2 separate regions of the Capra hircus genome follow, and region 1 is linked to region 2. Evidence: chromatin contacts called from public Hi-C data. All regions are on one chromosome and are shown on one strand. Each heading gives the region's core, a stretch centred on a gene start, on an enhancer-like site or on the middle of the called end of the contact. The rest is flanking DNA. Distances are from core to core; before and after follow the strand shown. Region 1 has its middle 99 kb from the start of OXGR1. Region 2 overlaps MBNL2 (muscleblind-like protein 2).

Region 1 (4,393 bases), core at 1,441-3,940, 250 kb before region 2:
CCACAGAAATTCCATGTTAGTAGGGAAAATAGTCCATGGGACGAAAACACCCAACTAAGAGACAAACAGAAAGCCAGAATGAATCTGTCATTCATTTATTTTTTAAAGGAACAGGAGGAGGAACTTTCTCTAAGCTGGGATGACAGCATTGGGGGCATGCAGCTGCACCTCCCAAGTATCTCGCCATAATTCCCAAATAGCTGGAAACCTTGTCCTGACAGCCTCGCAGCCTGTCAGAGGCCCATCGTTGTTTATCATACTCATGTTCAGTTATGCTTGGCATGTGCTCTAGGTCTGGAAACTCTGCCAGATGCCATCTTTGACTGCAACTTGGCTGCCTCTGACTTAGTGGGTTTGATTAGCATTTGATTGGTATTTTATCATCAGTTCAAGAGTGGACATCATTTGGGCCTTCTTAGATAAGTTGAAGAGAGTGTTTTCATGAAACTGGAGTAGCCCTCCAGGCACCATGTTCAGAGGGAGAGCTCTGGGAAGAATGCTAATTTATTTTTGGCACTAGATCTGACTTTCTTCACTGGTGAATATAATAATCAGGCCAAATCCTAACTTTATGATAGCTGCCCTGAATCTGTATTGACTTAGTTTTCCTAATGCCTTCCTCCAAATATGTGCAAGGTCCCATCCAAAGTCCTGGAAAATATGCTCAGTCCATCTCCTTTTATTGTTTCTAGAGAACTATCCTTATTTGGACAAATAGTTCAGACTGTCTTCCATAAAATCAGAGAATGGGATCATATAATCTCTAAGGTGTCTTTCAGTTTGTTTGCTTTGGGATTTTGAAATTTTCCATTAAATTGTCTGAGAGGCGGAGATGCTTCCCAGCCCTATGTGGGCAAAGCAATCCTTAAAATATTTTATGAGCTGAAGATCACAATGAACTAGAAGAATGTCATAAGTCAATATCCAAACTAGACAGGACTGAAATGTCCACCCACTTCCTATCAGTAAAGAACCAAACGAAAATGCCTTGAGGATTGATTCAGACTGAAAGCAAGTATGCCTGAAGCAAAGGACGAATGATAAAAAAAAAAAAAAGAAACACAAAAACAGAGCGGGGGAGGAAATTTTTGGAGGTAATGGATAAGTTTATAGCATTGATTATAATGATGGTTTTGAGGGCACACTTACCTCCAGACACATCAAATTGTATTCATCAAATATCTACAACTTTTTATATGTTGATCTTACCTCAATAAAGCAGATTAAAATAATTTAAAGTTTCCACCAGCTCATTAAGTGGGACCTCAGGGACTTGTGCCAAAAAATATAAAAATGTTCATGTTTCCCGGAGCCTGACAGGCATGGATGAACCTGCTCAGTTTGTAGTGTTCATGTCTCAGCAACATTAACCGTGTATTTTGAATGGGCGAGATTGACTGGGAAATTTCACCAGTGATCAGACATTTAAAACTTGAAGGCTTGTTTCAAAAACACAGCTTTGAAATAATTTGGTAGCCTCTGAAGAATATGACTGCAAGGAGATCAAACCAGTCAATCCCAAAGGAAATCAGTCCTGAATATTCATTGGAAGGACTAATGCTGAAGCTGAAACTCCAATCCTTTGGATGCAAAGAACTGACTCATTGGATAAGACCCTGATGCTGGGAAAGATTGAAGGAAGAGAGAGAAAGGGGACTTAAAAGGATGAGATGGTTGAATGGCATCACCAACTCAAAGGACATGACTTTGAGCAAGCTCTGGGAGTTGGTGACGGACAGGGAAACCTGGTGTGCTGCAGTCCATGGGGTCGCAAGTCGGACACGACTGAATGACTTACCTGACTAATTGAAGAATATGTCAGGGGGTCCAGTATGCTGGTGCTACTAGGTGGGTGTGGAAGCTAGTCCCCCGTAGCTTTGTTTGGTGAGAAATGCAGAGTCCCCCTGGGGAAGATGATCCCATAGTCTACTCCTGCTTAAGAAGAGCAGATACATGTACCCCATCTTCCCATTCATCTGTTGATGGACATCTAGGTTGCTTCCATGACCTGACTATTATAAATAGTGAACATTGGGGTACATGTACCTGTTTGAATTATGGTCTTCTCAGGGTGTTGTACTCAGAATGTGAGAACTGAAAGACACCACAGAGCCCACCTCAGTCAGTCCCTCATCTGAAAAATGAAGAACATCAAGACCCAACATGACCAAGTATCTGGTCCAGCCCCTTAGCTAAGGAATCAAAGAGCCAGGGATAGAAACCTGGTATTTGGAAGTCAGAAAGGGCCCCCCTTCCAAACTCGGCTGGGTCTCTCCCTAGTGATACTTCCCTCACTAACGTCAATCCCCAATCTCCCCCCAGCTTCAGGTTCTTCATATTCAAAACAGGAGTGGTCCCCCTGCTTCTAAGAGCTCCTGCTCAGAGTGCATTTGAGTACATCCTTGCTCGGTCCCTTCTATGTTGAGAAGGCACTTGCTCTTTTCTCGCCCTCCGCTTCTCTTATCTTTTGTATTTAATCGAAGCGCCAAGAGGTCAGTGGTTTCCTTTTCTCACACGTGCTCTCGTTGCAGTCCGGTGTTGCATAACCTACTAGCTGAGGATACAGGTCCCCTGGGAGCCGCAGCGATGCGACGAGACGCGCGGGCGGGCGTCCGGCCAGCAGAGGGCAGCAGAGCTCGGGCCGGGCGCCCCCGCAGCCTGGTCGGCGCCCCGCGAGCCGCGCCGTTTCCCTTGCGGGGAGGTGGACCGAGCGCTCCTTGCAGCGTGTTCTTTCCAGTGGAGCATTTTTTCCTGTCTTATTCCAGCGAGGACACAGTGTTTTGGCAATTCTTGTTTAAGTCTCTGCTTTCTTTAGTTCGGTTTTGTTTGCGGGGTGATCACTGAGATTTATTAGACGTCTTCCCTGTACACCAGGCACCTAATAGTCATTTTTACAGTTATTCCCGATTTAGAAAGGATAACTGTTAATCGAATGAGTTGAGTAACGGGTAAGAAGCGAAGGCTTTTTCTAAACCAAGGATGGGGCTGGGATGAAGAAGGGGGAGGTATTTGATGTCACTGAGTCTGCCTCCCTTCTGTCCAAACACATTGGACATTTATGAAGTGCCCTATGTGAGCTGGGAGCTTTTATAAATGCAGGGGAACAGGAAACAGGAAACAGGAATATGAAAAGTGTTTTTCTTAATTTTATATGGTTTTCCCCCCCCCCCCCTGCTCTGAGCAACTGATCTGGGAGGAGGTAGGGCTTGTTAGGAACCAGAATCTCAGGCCACACCCCAAAACTACCGAATCAGAACCGACAGGTTTGCAAACTCCCTGGGGTGAATTTCGTGCACTTTCCAACGTGAGAAACGAGGCCCTGGAGGGCAGCCAGTCGCTGCCTTCAAATATTTGGAGGGCCAATATTTGAAAGAGAGAGCATATTTGTTTTGCTTTGCTCTAAAAGGCAGGTTTAGGTTTAATTAACGTAAGCCACAGGAGAAGGAGTTTTCCAAATCCTTAAGGAGCAGGGAGTTGGGAGTTGGACTTTGTCCCAACCTTACTAGCTTTCTAGTAGTCTCGCAGCTGAATTGACATCGGAGGAGACCCGCTAAACCACTTCTCTCTGATTCTCATTATCTATAAACTGGGGATGTTGGTATGTAAACAACTATAGCCGTTTTTTCTATAAATGAGGGAATGGCATTTGAAAATGATTTGTATATCTGAAAATTGTATTTTGTATATTGAAAATGCTATAAAATGTCCATTGTAACTTGTCACCATTTGCAGCACCCAGGATGGGAAGTGTGTTTCCCTGTGGGGGACAGAAGACTTGGCAAGAATTAATGGACAGTAGGAAAGGATTCAGGGAAGTCTGTTTGGGGCTCTTAAGAAATTCCATGGGGGGACAGGAGTGATAAGAGCTGGAAGGTGGAGCCAATGGCAAAATTAGAACTAAGCCAGAAGTTGACTCGTTGCATTTTTACTGTGTCGTGAGGAAGACAGCCCCACCCGTCCAGTCCCACGTCCTTCAAACTCCTGGCTCTAGAAACCCAACGTCGGTGGCATCGGGTTGGTTAGGAGCCTTCTGAGTCACCTAGACCCTTGGGGGTACCAAGAGAACAGGGGAAAGAAGTCTGTTTACTGTTTCTTAATTCCTCTGCAATTCAATTCAATTAAGAGCAAGTGGAAGCAATGCCAAGGAGAGCCATCACGGAGATGGGTTGTGACCGCTGGAGCCCAAAACAGCACTTGTCTCGTCAGCACCGTGTTATTAAGCAGAAGGGAAACGGTGGCCTCTTCTGGGAGGCCTGAGGCCCTCGGAGCTGTGGGTCCTCTCCTCTCAGGATGAGAGTGAGGAGTACCAGCGTGGGAAGCTCGCTGGGACCCAGCACATGGCATTCCTCCAGAAATGCTCATGTCCAGGACATATTGACACTGATGATGCTAC
Region 2 (4,501 bases), core at 21-2,520:
ATACGGCGATTAGCTTTGCTCCTTACTTAGCACCTGTAACCCCTGGAGTTGGGTTAGTCCCAACGGAAATTCTACCCACCACACCTGTTATTGTTCCCGGAAGTCCACCTGTCACTGTCCCGGGCTCAACTGCAACTCAGAAACTTCTCAGGACTGACAAACTGGAGGTACTTCAATTATATTTGTGTTTTGAGATGCCTTTGGGGGTAGCAGTGTACTTCTATGGAAGTGAATGCTTCTAAGATACCAATTCAGTCTTACAAAACAGCCACGCACAGAGATTCACCTAAAAGTCATGCATTTCATAATTCTACTGTTTGAATTGGAGGCCAAGTATAAAGGAAATTAATCTGTGGGAAAAGACTAAGTTCAATACAAATAAAAATCGATTGTGTGGAATGTGTATTCAGAGGCAAAATATGCAACAACCAATGGAAGGCTGAATCAGTCACTATGTGGGTCATGGAAATGGCTCCCAAGGGTTCCAACTGTGTCAGGCATGAACCTTTGATGGATCTTGGAAAGGTCTGGGAATGAGCAGGTTAGAAAGCCAGCAGCCAGGATGAAGGGGCAGAGGTGGGAGGAAGTAGGACAATGACTACAGACCGACTGGTATGATCATATTTCAGTACTTTAAGAACAAGTATGGCTGCTCCAGCATGCTCCAGCCCCGGTTGTATGTAGGTAAACAGGGGAACTAGAGCCTGGGAGAGTCTAATTATTGATTTGAGATATTTTCTTTAACTGACATTCAAGTCTTCTAGAAAAGTCAAGAAAACAAATTCATATATTTATAAAACGTAATTCTTAAGTCAGGAGTCAAACCAGCTTACCTGGATTTAACTTAACTGGGTTAAATTTCTTTTTAATCAGGGCATCCATTTATCTTAACTACTGTATCCTCTGGTATTTAATAGAGCATTTTATATGGAGTATAAAGAATCTGATAGATTTTTCAAAGGGCTCCTTAAATTCGATCACCAATTATAGTTAGTTGATACATATGTAAGATCAGGATATATACTGTACTTTATCTTGGGATCATTCAAGAATGATTCTTTCAATATGCATTTGTTTAAATATTTACTCTATAAATCTTGAAAGTGATAAAATGTTGCCTAATACCAGCTTCCTTCTGAAGTATATGGATCCCCAAATGAAAAGACTATAAACTCCCATCGCTACAGTTTTGATCCAGCCTACCCCTGTGAATATTGAACAGACCTTTCACGGGACTGGAAAAGTGTTTGGGGCGCCACCTGGTGGACCCGTCAAGCTTTTGTGTTCAGTACGTGACTGTGTGGTTTAGAAAACAAATTAAATCAGTCGAGTTGGGAACAAGTTGTCCTTCCCAACAGGATTGGCAGACAAAGACATATGTAAAAATGATTCACGAGGACTTTAGCAAAGCAGCTTGCAATTTATTTCAAAGCAGGAATGAAGTCGGTGGCACACAGAGCCCCTAGGTAAATGCTCAACACCCAACGCCGTCTCAACCTTGAGTCATTCCACTTATAAGGGGAGGCTTACTCACAATCTGTGAGAACGGCTTAGTAATTTTTCTTTTGTACGTTTTATGAACTAAGGATGGAATATTGGACAATATCCAAAGTAGAAGGAAGCAATTAATAATTTTGTGATGTATCTGCTTGGCCTTCAAACTTGCCTGGCCACTGATCAGCGAAACTATATTTCCCAAGTACCTTTGACTGTCACAAGGCTCCCAGTGTCATGCCAGTGACCCTTCCTATAAGTCACTAGTGATCAAGATGTGAACCGCCACTTAAGCACATCAACACTGGATGTAGAGCCTAAGAAAAGAAATTACCATTTCACTAATAATTTTTCTCTGATACAGATATTTATAACTGTTACATGCTTCTTAGTTGTGTTATTTCATATTATTGATATTTAGGGCAAGATTAAGAATACTCTTTAAATTCCAAGGAAAATTTTCTTTATACAGTTAACTCTTGATCCATGGGAATTCTCAGAGGATGGAGCATTTTAGTTACTAGAGATTTCAGGATAATTAAGGACTGAAGAATAAGAAAAAGAAACAATATATCAACACTTCAAAATCTATCCTACTTCCTTCCCCCAGGCCCCTGCTTTATCTCTTCCCATATTTCTCTCCTTTTTATCTTTTATTTATTTTAAAAAATAATATTGTGATTTAAATGAAAGTTTTGGTGTCTTGGGTATCATAGTTGTTCTAATCTATGATTAGAAGCCCACTTTATCTTGTAGAGCAGGAGAGATTTAGGGGAAAACGGGAGTATTCACATTCACCCTGCCCCCCACTTCCTGTCCTCAGGGAGAAGAAACAAGTTGATCACTTTTGGAATTGTGCAGCTATGATATTGTGGCTGGATCCTTGGTGAAATAATCCCTCCATGCAAAAAACCCCACAACTTCCCAGAGTTGTCATGTCAGAGATGTAGTTACATACAGAAGACCAGATTTTATACATATGTGTGTGTGTGTAAATATATATGTGTATATATATAAAATCTCTGAATTAGTATATATATAACATTTTCTTTCCTTCCCTTCTCTATAAAAGTAAACAAATAAATATAAATAAATAAAACCCATGAACAATGGGGGCCTTGTTGATTTTTCTGTTATCTTAGCTAAAGTGTAGATTTTTACTTCCTAGCTCAATACAGATTCTCACCGCAGCAAACAGGGCGAAGCAAAACTGAAGTGATCATAGTTTGCCCGGGATTCCAGTGACTTGGGTTCGGGATAATCGAACGTTGATTGTAAATGGCAAAAAAAGCCAGCATTCAAAGAAAGGGAAAGCATCTTCTTTTTTTTTTTTTTTACTGCATCGTATGCTCTTCTCCCTCCCCCCGTGTCCTAGGTCTGCAGGGAGTTCCAGCGAGGAAACTGTGCCCGGGGAGAGACCGACTGCCGCTTTGCACACCCCGCCGACAGCACCATGGTCGACACAAACGACAACACCGTAACCGTTTGTATGGATTACATAAAGGGGCGTTGCATGAGGGAGAAATGCAAATATTTTCACCCTCCTGCACACTTGCAGGCCAAAATCAAAGCTGCGCAGCACCAAGCCAACCAGGCCGCGGTGGCCGCCCAGGCAGCCGCGGCCGCGGCCACAGTCATGGTAAGTGGGGCGCGCGCGCCGCGCACCTTCCCCGAAGCCCGCGCGCCCGGAGCCGCGCCTTCCGCGCGGGCACGCGCACGCGCGCCTCGCCGCCGGGAGTGGGGCCGGCTGGCGCTCCCGCTGCTCCGCTGCCTCCGTCCTGTTGTGGTCCCCCCGCCCCGCCCGTTTCGTTTTCGTTTTGTACCGTTCCTTCCTCCTTCCCTTCGCAGCACAATAAGTAAATCCCTCAGGCGGGCGCAGGGAAGCCAGGGGTGGGTGCGAGGGCCCCTCCCCAAGCCCAGCGCGCCTCTTGGAGCGCGGACGCGGGCGGGACCGGGCTGGAAGGACCAGGGAGGCGGCCTGGAGCCGGGGAGAGAGGAGAACCGGGCGGAGGATGCACCCGGGCCGGGAGCCACTGCCCCCATTTTTTTGCTCCCCACTTCTTGTTACTTATTACAAAGGCCATGCTGCAAACTCCCTCTCTCCCTGAAAGAAAATTTATGCAGAACATAAAGTCATGAAACAGATGAAGATGGAGCTGTATGGATGGTGCTTTGAAAAATAAGAATAATAATAAAAGGCCTGGAAGGTAGCCCCAAGTCCCCTGCGTTAAAGACACAGGCCTCCCCAGCACCCCCGGGAGCCTGTTACAGCTCGACTCAGCCCCACCTCCCCCTCCCCGCCAGACCTTTGGGATCAGGATTTAAATTTCCCAACATCCCCAGGTGGATTGTATACATAGTAACGTTTGAGAAGCACCTGCCTAGAACACGTTGTTGTTTGGTCGCTAAATCAAGTCCGACTCTGCAACCCCGTGGACTGCACTAGCCAGGCTTCTGTAGTCTGGGATTACCTGAGGGCGCGTGAAAGCTTCTAAGGGCAGTCACTTCCCCCAAGTTTCTTATTTAATTGGTTTGGGTGTGGCCTGGGCATGCGCCTTTTCTTTTCCAGCTCCCCGTGAGTCCGTTGTGTTACAAAAATTGAGCACCACCCGCACTGGATTGTAATTAATCTGTTGTGGTGTGAGATCTCTGGCTTGACGTCAGTGTGTTTTAATGTGTGATAGACACTGGATAATCCATGAGACCTGGCGCTCATCGGGCACTTGCTGGATGGAATAAATAAATTAGGCAGTTTTCCTCGCCCTCGGGGAGCTTGGAGTTCAGTAAGTGACAGGGATAACGGTCCTCCATGACGTGATGGAAATGCATCATGGGGTCTAGCTTCTGGAACTACGAAAAAAATCAGTCCTTATTCCTTAGATACCTGTTAAATACAACAAATCACTGGTACTAATAGTAACCTTTAGCGCTGAGCCCTGAATTTATCTGTGTTATCTGAGCCTTGGTTTATCTACCTGTTACCTAGAAGTGGGTTTCCCTGGTGGCT

Evidence for each region. A called contact is a pair of places that touch in the nucleus more often than the background predicts.
Region 1: a contact with region 2 is called in a Hi-C map of blood, with 4 times the contacts expected there. The contact joins two enhancer-like sites. A contact is called at or near these places in 3 of 5 Hi-C or Micro-C datasets (blood and liver).

What each region holds. Positions count from the first base shown.
Region 1 is chr12:12,023,023-12,027,415 of ARS1.2, reverse strand. No RefSeq gene overlaps it. Among named protein-coding and RNA genes, the nearest start is that of OXGR1, 99 kb to the left of the region's middle. Within about 2 kb of position 2,690, at least 1 of the 5 cell types and tissues checked has an H3K27ac peak or open chromatin away from gene starts, as enhancers often do.
Region 2 is chr12:11,770,255-11,774,755 of ARS1.2, reverse strand. MBNL2 (muscleblind-like protein 2) reads left to right here. Exons shown (of 9, transcript XM_018056428.1): 4 at 1-167; 5 at 2,870-3,133. Among named protein-coding and RNA genes, the nearest start is that of RAP2A, 96 kb to the right of the region's middle. Within about 2 kb of position 1,270, at least 4 of the 5 cell types and tissues checked have an H3K27ac peak or open chromatin away from gene starts, as enhancers often do.